Regions from separate parts of the Mus musculus genome. Here region 2 is linked to region 1. A link is a contact called in public promoter capture Hi-C data. All regions are on one chromosome and are shown on one strand. Each heading gives the region's core, a stretch centred on a gene start, on an enhancer-like site or on the middle of the called end of the contact. The rest is flanking DNA. Distances are from core to core; before and after follow the strand shown. Region 1 holds the start of Pask (PAS domain containing serine/threonine kinase). Region 2 holds the start of Macir (macrophage immunometabolism regulator).

The links. Promoter capture Hi-C pulls out the DNA fragments that hold promoters and counts their contacts.
Region 2: a promoter capture Hi-C map of pre-B cells shows a contact between it and region 1. The contact joins the promoter of Macir here to the promoter of Pask in region 1. A contact is called at or near these places in 2 of 39 promoter capture datasets (cranial neural crest and pre-B cells).

Annotation. Positions count from the first base shown.
Region 1 is chr1:93,340,063-93,345,432 of GRCm38.p6, reverse strand. Pask (PAS domain containing serine/threonine kinase) reads left to right here and starts at 2,645. Exons shown (of 18, transcript NM_080850.2): 1 at 2,645-2,907. It overlaps Ppp1r7 (protein phosphatase 1, regulatory subunit 7), which reads right to left and starts at 1,805. Exons shown (of 10, transcript NM_023200.3): 1 at 1,722-1,805. The coding sequence starts at 1,773.
Region 2 is chr1:97,658,115-97,663,363 of GRCm38.p6, reverse strand. Macir (macrophage immunometabolism regulator) reads left to right here and starts at 1,346. Exons shown (of 3, transcript NM_133825.3): 1 at 1,346-1,533.

The sequences.
Region 1 (5,370 bases), core at 1,396-3,895:
AGAAAGGACACAAGAGTAGCTCATGTGTATGACACGGAGAAGAATGTATGAGTTACCAAGAGGCACTTTACAGTCTGTGATCTAGAGTTAGGAAAACTAGGTTCTGTGTTACAGTCTCTGTATCTCCCCCTGTGCCTCTATCCTCAGGGCAGTAGAGAGGTTCCAGAGCCTGCGACACTGTGCAAGAATGTGACTACAAGGCTCTAGGTAGAATAGGCTAGCAAAAGGCAATGAAATCTATCAAGACGAGGAAGGTTTGAGTTAAGGCATTAGCAGTGATAGAGAAGGTGGCAAAACATGCTCAGCCTGGTCTACACAGGCCAGCCACGGAAATGGCAAGAACCTGTCTTAAAAGACAAAAGAAAGGCATTACAACGACAAATCCAACCCAACCCAAACCAAGCCACACAAAAACGCCACAAAAAAAAAAAAAAAAAAAAAAAAAAAAAAAAAAACTCCAAAAAGACATAGGCCATAGAAACCTAAGTGTCAGCTGGTAATGACATGTGTGGGGGTGGACGAGAGAAACAGCTTGGCTTGTGTATTTGCCCTTTAGTGAGGAAGGAGGGGAGAGGTGTATTGGAGGAGGAAAGAGGGGGCTAGGAAGAAACATTTCCTCCTTAAGAAAGATTCAAAGGTTAGAAACAAAAGACCTCTAGCACGACTCCTTCAAGTCTCTCTAAGAGCGTTCCTTGTTGGCTCTTCTCAACCCCCATTGCATGACTGCTAATTTAGGTCACCTTTCCATACTCCTTTGCTTCTGACTGGTTTTCCTTTCTCCAGAATGATACTGGTCCTCCCCACTGGACCCCAGTCTGGATGACATCTAGTGAGTTTTCAGGGCCCATCTCAGGGCAGCCCCACTGCTCTCAAACTCACTGGTCTTTTCTTCCACATCTCTGCCCCTTGCTCTGCAACCTTCTTCCCTAGTACTCCTCCCAGAAAAGTGAGTGACCTTCCAAAAGTGAATAATCCTCACCAAAATAGTGGAGTCTTTCAAAGACATTTAAGATTTGCCTAATGCTACAATGGGTAGGGTTAAGTACATGTACATATGTACAAGTCTGTTCGTATACACTAACACACATATATGCACGCATGTAATGACCATGTATCTACACAACTGTATACAAAAGCATGCACACGTGTAACATATATGTATGTTACATATGTATATGACATAATCCAACACAAGGAAAAAAAGGAAGAAAGTTGAATATAGACTAGACTGCATGCCTAGAAAACAAGACAACGCCTTGTAAACTCAATTTCCGGAGCTCCTTTTTATCCATCTCTCTGCCACAACCCATTCGCTTCAAAGCAGACTTTTCCATTCATGCCGCGTGAACAAACTGGACTTCGTAGATTCCCCACGCCTGAAGCCTCAGTTTCCCAGTGAGCTGACGGAGGACGGTTCCCTGCCCCCTCGCCTGTCAACTTCGGAGCTTTAAGACTAGGTTCCTATAGCCACGGCTTCCTTGCCAATCTCCCTGGGCGGGCTCGCGCCACGTTTTTCCCCAGGGTCTTGTCTTTCTGGCCGCTACCGCCCTCGGGACGGGACTCCCGGGCTCCGAGCCTCCCTGGCTGTCCAGCCATATTGGCAGCTGTCAGAGCTCTGTGGCTGTGGCCGGAGGCTGGAGGCCGAATTCCGATCCCGCAAGAGGCCGTGACCGCCCAGCCCGAAGCTCGCCGCTCCCCGGTCACCCACAGGGGCCGCTCACCCTCCATCATCTCCTGCGACTGTTGCTGCCCCGCGCCGCGCTCTGCCGCCATATTGGCTGCTCTTTCCCTTTCCGGAATCTGTCGCCTTAGGCCATGGGCCAATCAGGATTCCAGGTCCAATAGGCCAGCCAATGGAACAAAGTATAGAAGCGCGAGCTGACAATGCTTGCGCGGGCGCAGTGTTTCATGGGGATTGTAGTTCCCACAGGCTCCGGCTCCACCTGGGTTAGGGGTTTGATGAATGAGTAGAGTCTAGGCGAGCACGAAGAAAGCAGACATCCCGGAAAGTCTTTAGGCAGCATGGGAGACACTTCAAGCTTGCGGATTCGCTCAAGTCACTATGCCAACTTCGGAGGCGTAGAGGTACTGCGGACAGGAGAGTTCTACAGGCCACAGGTGAAGCCGACTAGACTTGCACCCCCGACTTCGGGAGCCTCACTTCACGGTGAGCCGGTAGGCGAGGGAAACCAGTTTATTCTGCGCCTGCGTGCTGATACACTGGTGCCACAGGCCACCTTTAGGGGATGCTTGGAGAAGGCGGGAGGGGCCGCGGTCCGGTCCTGGGGCTCACGTTTGCGGCCTCCAGCCCACGGCGAGCCACTGTGTCGTCCGCTTCTCACTGTCCTCGCCTTGGAAAGGTGGCCGTCGTAAGAAGGGCTGCACGTCGCTCACCGTCCTCGGTTCTCCCGTAAGAGTAAACTGCAGTCACTTGGAGTGGGGCGTGGAGGGGGGGGAAAGGCGCGAAGAAATCGGGTCTTTTGGCTCCTCCGAGGCTCTGTAGTGGGTGTCCGGTGCGTCCCTAGCAACTGTTTGCGCGCGCTCAGCTGCTTGCTTTCACTGAGGTCCGCCCATCAGGGTGTCTGGTTGGTTCTTGGTCCCTTGTTATGCTGCCTAAGTCGTTCTGCGATTGGTCGGTGGGCCAGAAGCGCGCGGATCTTCACGTTGTGAATCCGACTGAGACTTGCGCCAGCCTGGGGTGAGACACCAGCCTTCGAAAAACCTCCGGGTGGCGGCGAGTGTTAGTTACGCATTGTCGTGGAGTGGCTCTGGCCCTTTCCTCGCGCGCCCGCACTCCCTCCGCCCAGCCCCGGCCCCAGAGTGGTGGCGGGTTCTGGCCGTTTGACCCGCGCTCAAGAGCCGCCAGCGCCCGAAAGCCTCTGATTGAACTGGAAGCTTTGCTTTAAGGTTAGACTAGCGGGCCAGTGAGCTCTGGGGAGTCACTTATCTTCACCCCCTAATTTCGGGATTACAGTTATGTGTAGCCACGTCTGGCTTTTTATGTGGTTAAAGATTTAAACGCAAGTCCTCATGCTTGCATAGAAAAAAACTTTTAACAAAGGGAGCCGCCCAGTTCCTGTAATTACTTTTAAGATAAAAATTTGTAGCATTAACAATTTAGTTTGAAGAATGGTATTTTTTATATAAATTAAGATCTCATATCAATATATTCTGAGGTCATACAAGGTCTAAAAAAACAGTAAGGTTTTGTGACTTTGGCAGTGTATTTAGAAGCCATAATTACATGTCCTAACTTTGTCAATAGGTTGGTTTTAAAAGTAGAAAAACCACGGTATGATCGTATCATTGTTTGCTGTAACAGTAATTAGTGCATTTAGATACCTAGAGAAGATGCCTGTACATCTTTCACATTAAAACACTCTACTTGAAAACTGCTATCTAACACCTACTCATCTTTATTTTGTTTGAGTCTGGTGGTGTCACATATAGCCTTGAACACTGTCGCTACTCATCTCTTATTTCATAATGAGTTGTTGCTTTTTAGGATCACATACTGAGTGCATGTGCCTGTGTATGTAATATGCAGAATAGTGAAGGCAAATAGTCATACTTTATCAGTCAGTGGTGGAAGGTTTGCCCAATAGGTGACTAGCTCTGGGTTTAATACCCACCTTCACACAAAAATACCAATTGTCAGGCTGATGGTGTCTTCCTCTCTTCCCAGCACTTCCAACGACTCTGGAGACCTTGCCTCAAAAACAAAACAAAACAAAAAACAAAACAAACCCCAAAAGGAAACAAAGCCCTACAGTTTGGGCCCAGCATTATGGCTCAGTGGGTAAAGGCACTTGCTGCCAAGGTCTGACAATTTTGGACCCACATGGGTAGAAAGAGAGAAGTGACTCCTGAAAGTTGTTTTCTGTCATCCATGGTTGTGCTTTCTCTCTTTCTCTTTCTCTCTCTCTCTCACACACACACTCCCACAATGTAATAAAAATGCATGAAAAAGTCATGCATTATAATGAAAATAAAATGAGGTTGTAAGATGGCTCAGCAGTTAAAAGCTGTTGCAGTTTTATAGAAGACCTGGGTTCTGTTCCTAGCACCTACATGGTGGTGTCTGTAACTTCCGTTTCAGGGCATCTGGTGGCCTCTTCTGAGTTCTTCAGGCTCCTGCATGCACACAGTGCCCATACATACACAGGCACATGCATGTGCTTACACACACACATACACATATTAAAACAAACACATTTAAACCCATTAACTAACTTAGGAAGTAAGAGACTGTGTCATTTTGCCTCTTAAGTTTAGTGCTCTACCAGACTCCAGGGAATTGTCTGCCTGAAGTATGGGTCTTCAGTCTTGTTGGACTCTTATCCTGTATATTGTATTTTTTAAGCAGTGTATTTAGATTTTATATATATATATATTAATTTAATATATATATATATATATATATATATATATATATATATATATATAAAAGGAATCTTGCTGCAGATAACCTTTTGTATTTTGAAGGTTTTTACTCTATACTGCTAGGATTGGTTCTTGTACACAATTCCTTTGTTCTTACTGATGATTGTATCAGAGCTTTCTTCTTGATGAGTATTTAAATTGTTTTTTCTTTTGGACTGTTTTCCCTCTTTCCTTCCTTCTCTCTTCTTCTTGCCTCCCTGGCTTTCTACCTGTCTAGTTTCCTAGCCTTTACTGTTTTGAACCGTGCTGGCCTGGAATGATCCTTGTGCATCTTAGTATTTATGTGTGTGGATTTCTGTAGACTGGTCCCTGCAGTGTAGCCTCTCTGGAAGGTGGCTTTTCTTTTCAGTTGGTTTGAAGAGAGTGTATTTAATAACTTTGAACCTGTATTTCACGTTCTTTGCTTCTGAGATTACTAGAACATAATGGTTTTATAGAGTTGGGGTCACAGTGGCTCTTCTAGAGTCCCTGACTGTTTTGGGGTTGTAGGATAGCTCACCTCTGATTTAAGTTCATGTCGCTTTTACCTTTTGGAAGTTCTCCTCCTTCACATGTCTCGGAGCTATACAGAATGACATTCCTGGTGAGCACTGGTTGTTACAAAGCACATGGATTGCCCAGACCGTGGTCCTAGCTGTGGCTTTTTCTTATTTGCAGGACCAAAATACACTTACTTATATTTGAATTTTGTGGTTATTCTGTGCGTCTACGGTTTGTGTGAGTGTGTCTGTCTGTATGTCTGTGTGTACACTGTTGTAAGTAGGTGCACAAAGGGATGTCAGAGAAAACTTTCTGGAGTTGGCTTCCCTTTCTATCTTTACATAGTTTCCGGGGGATTAAGCTTAGGTTATCAGGCTTCCATGGCAAGCACATCTACCTGCTGAACCATCTTGCTGGCCCTGGCAGTTTCTTTTCATTTCTGTTTTT
Region 2 (5,249 bases), core at 97-2,596, 4.3 Mb before region 1:
AATGTTTCCGAGGTAGTTTTATAAGAACGAACATCAGAATACACTGCTGTGATAAATGTTCAAATCTGAAAATACTTGGAGCATCTTCTACTAAGGTACCCATGGTGGTGGGGCGGGGAGGGGGGGGCACAAAACAACTGAACAAATAAATATAAAACAAAATTTAATCACTTGAGCATTCAATACCTGTACAGTGTACTAGGGTCTATCTATATTTGATAAGTTACATGAATATCATGTTGGGGAAGAGTAACTGAGAACATTCATGAATCTGGCCTCTTCCTTCCTTTTTCTGATACTTACATCAGAGCATATGAGAAGCAATTGAGTAAGTGTCCTTCAGTTGCAGAGAAACCAGAAGCCACATCTTGGAGCCAGAGTGTATTTATTAACCTTGGTAATTTGGGGGACATATATAGACTCTGGAACATGAACTATTTGCTTTAAGTTTGTATTAGTCTAGATGAAATGTATGACTTTATGTTCAGATAAAGCACCGTTTAAAAGGCCACACAATGCAGGAACCTGAATTTAAATTTATAAATACACAAACAGCTCAGCTATATGAAAGGTCTGTGACTTCAAGGATGTAACTCATGTTTTCTGTCTTAAAAATGTGGACTAGCACAGTTGAGAGCTGCAAACTTGGGAATGTGCGTCAAAAGGGTTGGCACCTAGAGCTAAATAAATATCAGCAAATATTTGTAATGCTGCATTGACCACTTCGGCAGGGGAGTGGCATATGGACTGAGAAAAGAAAATCTTGTTGGGATGGCACCTCATCCCTGTAATCCCAGCGCTCTGGAGACTAAGGCAGAACGGTTCTCCGGAGCTTAAGTCCGGCCTTGGGTACAGAGTGAGACCTTGTAAAGACAGAACAGGAAGGAAGCTAGAAAGGAAAAGAGAAGAGAAACAAGTGACTCAGAATTTAGTCTTCACCCCGCCCCCATATTTAGTTGTTGACATTTATTATTATTATTATTTATTATTATAGTATAATTTTAACTTCATGGGCTTCTGCTCTTCTCAACTTCTGATCAGCAGAAACTCAAAAATCACAGCCATCCCCACAGAGTTTAGCACACCGCTCTGTGGGAGCGGCCCGCATTGTCAGGCCTGTGAGCTGCGGCTCCCCGGAGGGTGCGGCGGACTTTGGTCCGGGAGCAGTGTGGCATCACGCCGCCGCCTCCCGTCCCCGCAACAGCCTCCGGTTCTGCGCTCTCACGCCGCCGGCCCAGCCGCCCGCCCAGCCGAGCGTGCGAGCCTGGCGCAGGAGGCGGGCTCTGCGCTTCCCGGCCTCGCCTCCGCAGCCCGCGGGAGGAGGCGGGAAGGCGGGCGGAGGCGGGGGAGGAGGCGGGACTACGGCGGGCCGTAGCTGGCGCCGAGCGCGGTGGGAGAGCAGCGGGTACCCGGCTGGCTCCGCTGGCGGCCTCTGCCCACACCTCGGCGCCGCAGCCCCGCGCCTCGCCCGCCCTTGGCTTCGGGGTCTGCGGCTGCCGGCCATAGAGGAACCGGCGGAACCCTGGACGACCGGTACGTTGGACGGGGAGCGCCACTCCTCCTGCAACCTTTTGTGCTGCAGAGGTGGTGGCGGGGATGGGTGGGGTACGCGCGTGAGTGTGGGTGCCCCAGTCAGCGAGCCACTGTGCCAGCCCCAGGCACGGCGCCGCCCCTTCCTCCTCGCCTCGTGTCCCGGCCGGGCGCGCGGTGTGTGCGCAGCGCAGGGAAGCCCCGGGCCGCGCCGGCCTCCGCGATGGCTGATGGCTCGGTGACACCGGGGCTGCGAGCGGCGCTGGTCCCTGAGCCTTGGTGCGAATGGCTGGCGTGGTGGTGGGGGGACTGGAGCCTGGGGTGGGGCCCGAGCGGGGTGCGAGAGCCCGCAGCTTCCTGGCACAGGGGTGGGGCCGGCGACGCGGGAGTGTGCGGCGCGGGTGAGTGTGCGGGGGCGTGCGCCCCGTGCGCGCGCGGCGAGCGAGCGAGCGAGCGGACGGACCGGCGGGCGGGCGGGCGTGCGCTCGCCGCCGACATGCGGTGCGGGGACTCTGCGACCCGGAGCGACGCTCCCGCGGTGCCAAGGTGCGGAAGTCTGAGCGCGTCGGCGCGCGCCAGCTAGGCGGCTCGCCCTACCCGCAGCGCCAGGCGGCAGGCCCGGCGGAGGCCCATTGAGAAGTAACGCTCGCCCGGCTTGCCGCGCCTCTGGCCCCAACGGTGTACAAGCCGCGGCTGCGGGCTACAGATAGCGGCGGGAGACAGCCCCTGGCGACCTTATCTCGGCCACCAGTGCGCGCTGCACCCCGCGGGCGAGGCCGAGGCCGGTGCGGCGGCTGGTGACGGACAGACGGACCGGCGGTGGCGGAGGAGCGCCTGTGGACTGGGGAATCGCGGCCGGGCGCTGGCCAGAAACTAAGGCGGCAGATGTCTCGGGCACCGCCACCCTCGCCCCACCTGTCGCTGGTGGACTTTGGGGCGGGTGGGAAGCCTAGGAAAGGGCGCCTGGCAGCGGCCGGCGCTCAGACCTTGAGAAGCGGCCCATTGTGAAGCTGCCAAAGTCGCTCTAGTGGTGGAATCTGCAAATCTCGGCCAGGAAGGAACCCAGTTCGCGAAGGGAAGGACAGCCGCGTGCTTTCCCCCTGGCAAGTGTCTGGCTCGCTAGAGACTCCCGGGCTCTCTGCCCACGCCGCTTTGCTTAGAGTGGGCTGAGGATTTCTTCAGAACCAGGGTTTTGTTTTTGTTTTGTGTTCTCTCTCTCTCTCTCTCTCTCTCTCTCTCTCTCTCTCTCTCTCTCTCTCTCTCTCTGTGTGTGTGTGTGTGTGTGTGTGTGTGTGTGTAAGTGGGGCTGGAAACACTGGGAGACACTGGCGCTGAACTTTTTCATCCTTCCAAGAGGAGTAATTATGGACACAGCAACACTGTACCCTATTAGAGGCTCCTAGCTGAAAGAGCAGAAGTCGCACAAGATCTCCGAGGTTTCTAAACTTTACTTTATGTTGTTTTTCCTCGAAATGCCACTATATAATTTCAGGTGCCGGGGTCTTTTACTGTAGTGCAACAAGCTAGACACTAAGGATTGGAAACGACTCTTTCACAAAATTTATTTTCCCAATTAGTTCCATATGTGGTTATTCTCCCAGAAGCTTTGGGCTACAGTGTATGCGTGGGTTATTTTAATGATTTGGGTGTTTTTATTATGAGACCTTGGATTAAAAACAAAACGGACAGGATGACATGTTAGCGTTCATGAGCACCGAGACTACTCAACTTTGGTAAGACTTGGTGCATAAAATGTGTTTTGATGTTTAGTTGTAGATAGAACTGTTAGCACCAAGTCTCCCAGGTGTGAGGGATCACTGACAGTACTAACAGCCGATTAGCTTCCATCTATGTATTACCATAGTTTCGAAGAGAAACTTAACACTTTGTCTTAAAAAGTAATGGGTGTGATGAGGACATTAGTTTCTAAACACCGTTTAAGTTTTTGTTTCCTGATTTGAGGCCTCAGTTATTTTCCCAGTGGATACTCAGTTTTTAGCTTTCCTTCCGGAAGGTGAATCACCACCAAAGATACCCGTGTCTTCGTGGTTAGGTTTCCAGAAGAGGCAGGTTTCTTATAAAGACTGCGAGTAGACTTTGTGGTTTCAGCTGTTGTCAGACATGTTTGGAGTGAAGCTGAATGTGATATAGTAACGTGGGCTTGATTTTAATTAGCAGAGATGGAAACCAAGTGAATGCTGGGCTCTTTAAGGGTCCTGCTATTAAGGGAACTGATACTAGAAAGAGGAACACACACACTTGTGTCTTTCTGAACCAATTATGGGTTGCCTTACCATGCTGGGAAGGTTGGCGGTTTGTTGGTAAGGTCAAAGGAGGTTTTTAAAAAGTCACACTACACGTGATAACTGCTTTTCCAAGCCCTTAGTGATTTGGTTTTTTTACAAGCCGCAGAAAGGTAAGAAGGTTGCAAGTGGTCACCATGGTGAGAGCGCATGGGTTCAGCAAAGCATTTTGTTTTCCATTCGGTGTTCTAATCTGTCTGGCCGCTGAACCGTTTTAGTTCTGTTCAGTGTTTTTCTACTTGAGGAATGCGTTAGTCCCTCATTTATTTATTTTAGAATAGCCTTTGAGAGCAGAAAATATTTTGATTACAAAACATTTTCACCAGTTGAAATGGAATTTCCCTTGCCTGTGGCCCCTGCCCCCTATATATGCTTATATAGCCACTTATATAGTGATAAAATTTGGTATTTTTCTATTTTTAAATTAGTGGATCTGGGGTGATGCCTGAAATACACAGATTTAGGTATTTAAGAGGAAAGAGTTTGTTTAGAACTGAAAATTTCCATGTGAGGCGTTCTTTGTTTTGTGGGAAAACAGAAAACTGGTGTCATATGGTGTTCCAGTTTGCTGTTCCACGTTGGAGGATTTCATCTGACATGGTGGTAGGCCTTTAAACCTGCCCCCCTGCTTTTCCACACTGAGAGAGAGTGTTGAATAGCTGGATACACCATGGAGCCAATGGCTTGGTGGATGTGCCTCCCAAAGTACAGAAGTAGGAAGATTTATTTTCTGTTCCAAACCTCACATCTCTTTGCTGTTTTATACATTGGGATAAGGTAACAACATGTTTGTCATCCAAAGATACTTGAGCATTCAAGAGGCTCCACAGATAATTATGCCAGGGAATACATGAATGAGATACTATTTTAGAAGGAGTTTATTAACTGTAATGCTATATATCACTTACCAGTTTATGCTTTAAACTTTTCTACTTGTAGAGTCTCCTTGCAGTCTCTGTTAGATGTCTTCCCTTCCTTACCTGTGGCTTGCCTGTCCAGACACAGTTAGCTGCCCTTGGCAGTGTTTAAGTTTCCTGTCCACATTATTTACAGAGTAATGCCATGGAGCTGTTTGTTTCAGCTCTCTGTTTTGGAAACATTGTATCTTAAAGCTTTAGTTCCATTCACCTTAGTATGTTTTCCTACGTAATTTTTTTTCTTTCTGTCCAAAGAATTGGACATCGGTCTTTCCCATTCACTGTCTTAAGTCTTCAAATGCTAGGATAAAACAATATTGTTAGGGAGTTCCAGATTTTAAAGTTAGATAGCTTTATTTGAAAGTTGTGTTTTGGGATGACTTTATTACAGCTTTTAATTTTTATTTTAGGAGATGGTAGGGAAAGCTTTCCTATAACTTTGCAGTAGATTGCTGTCCGGGCAGTGTTTTAGGAGGTGTACAGCTACACTGTTTCTTGG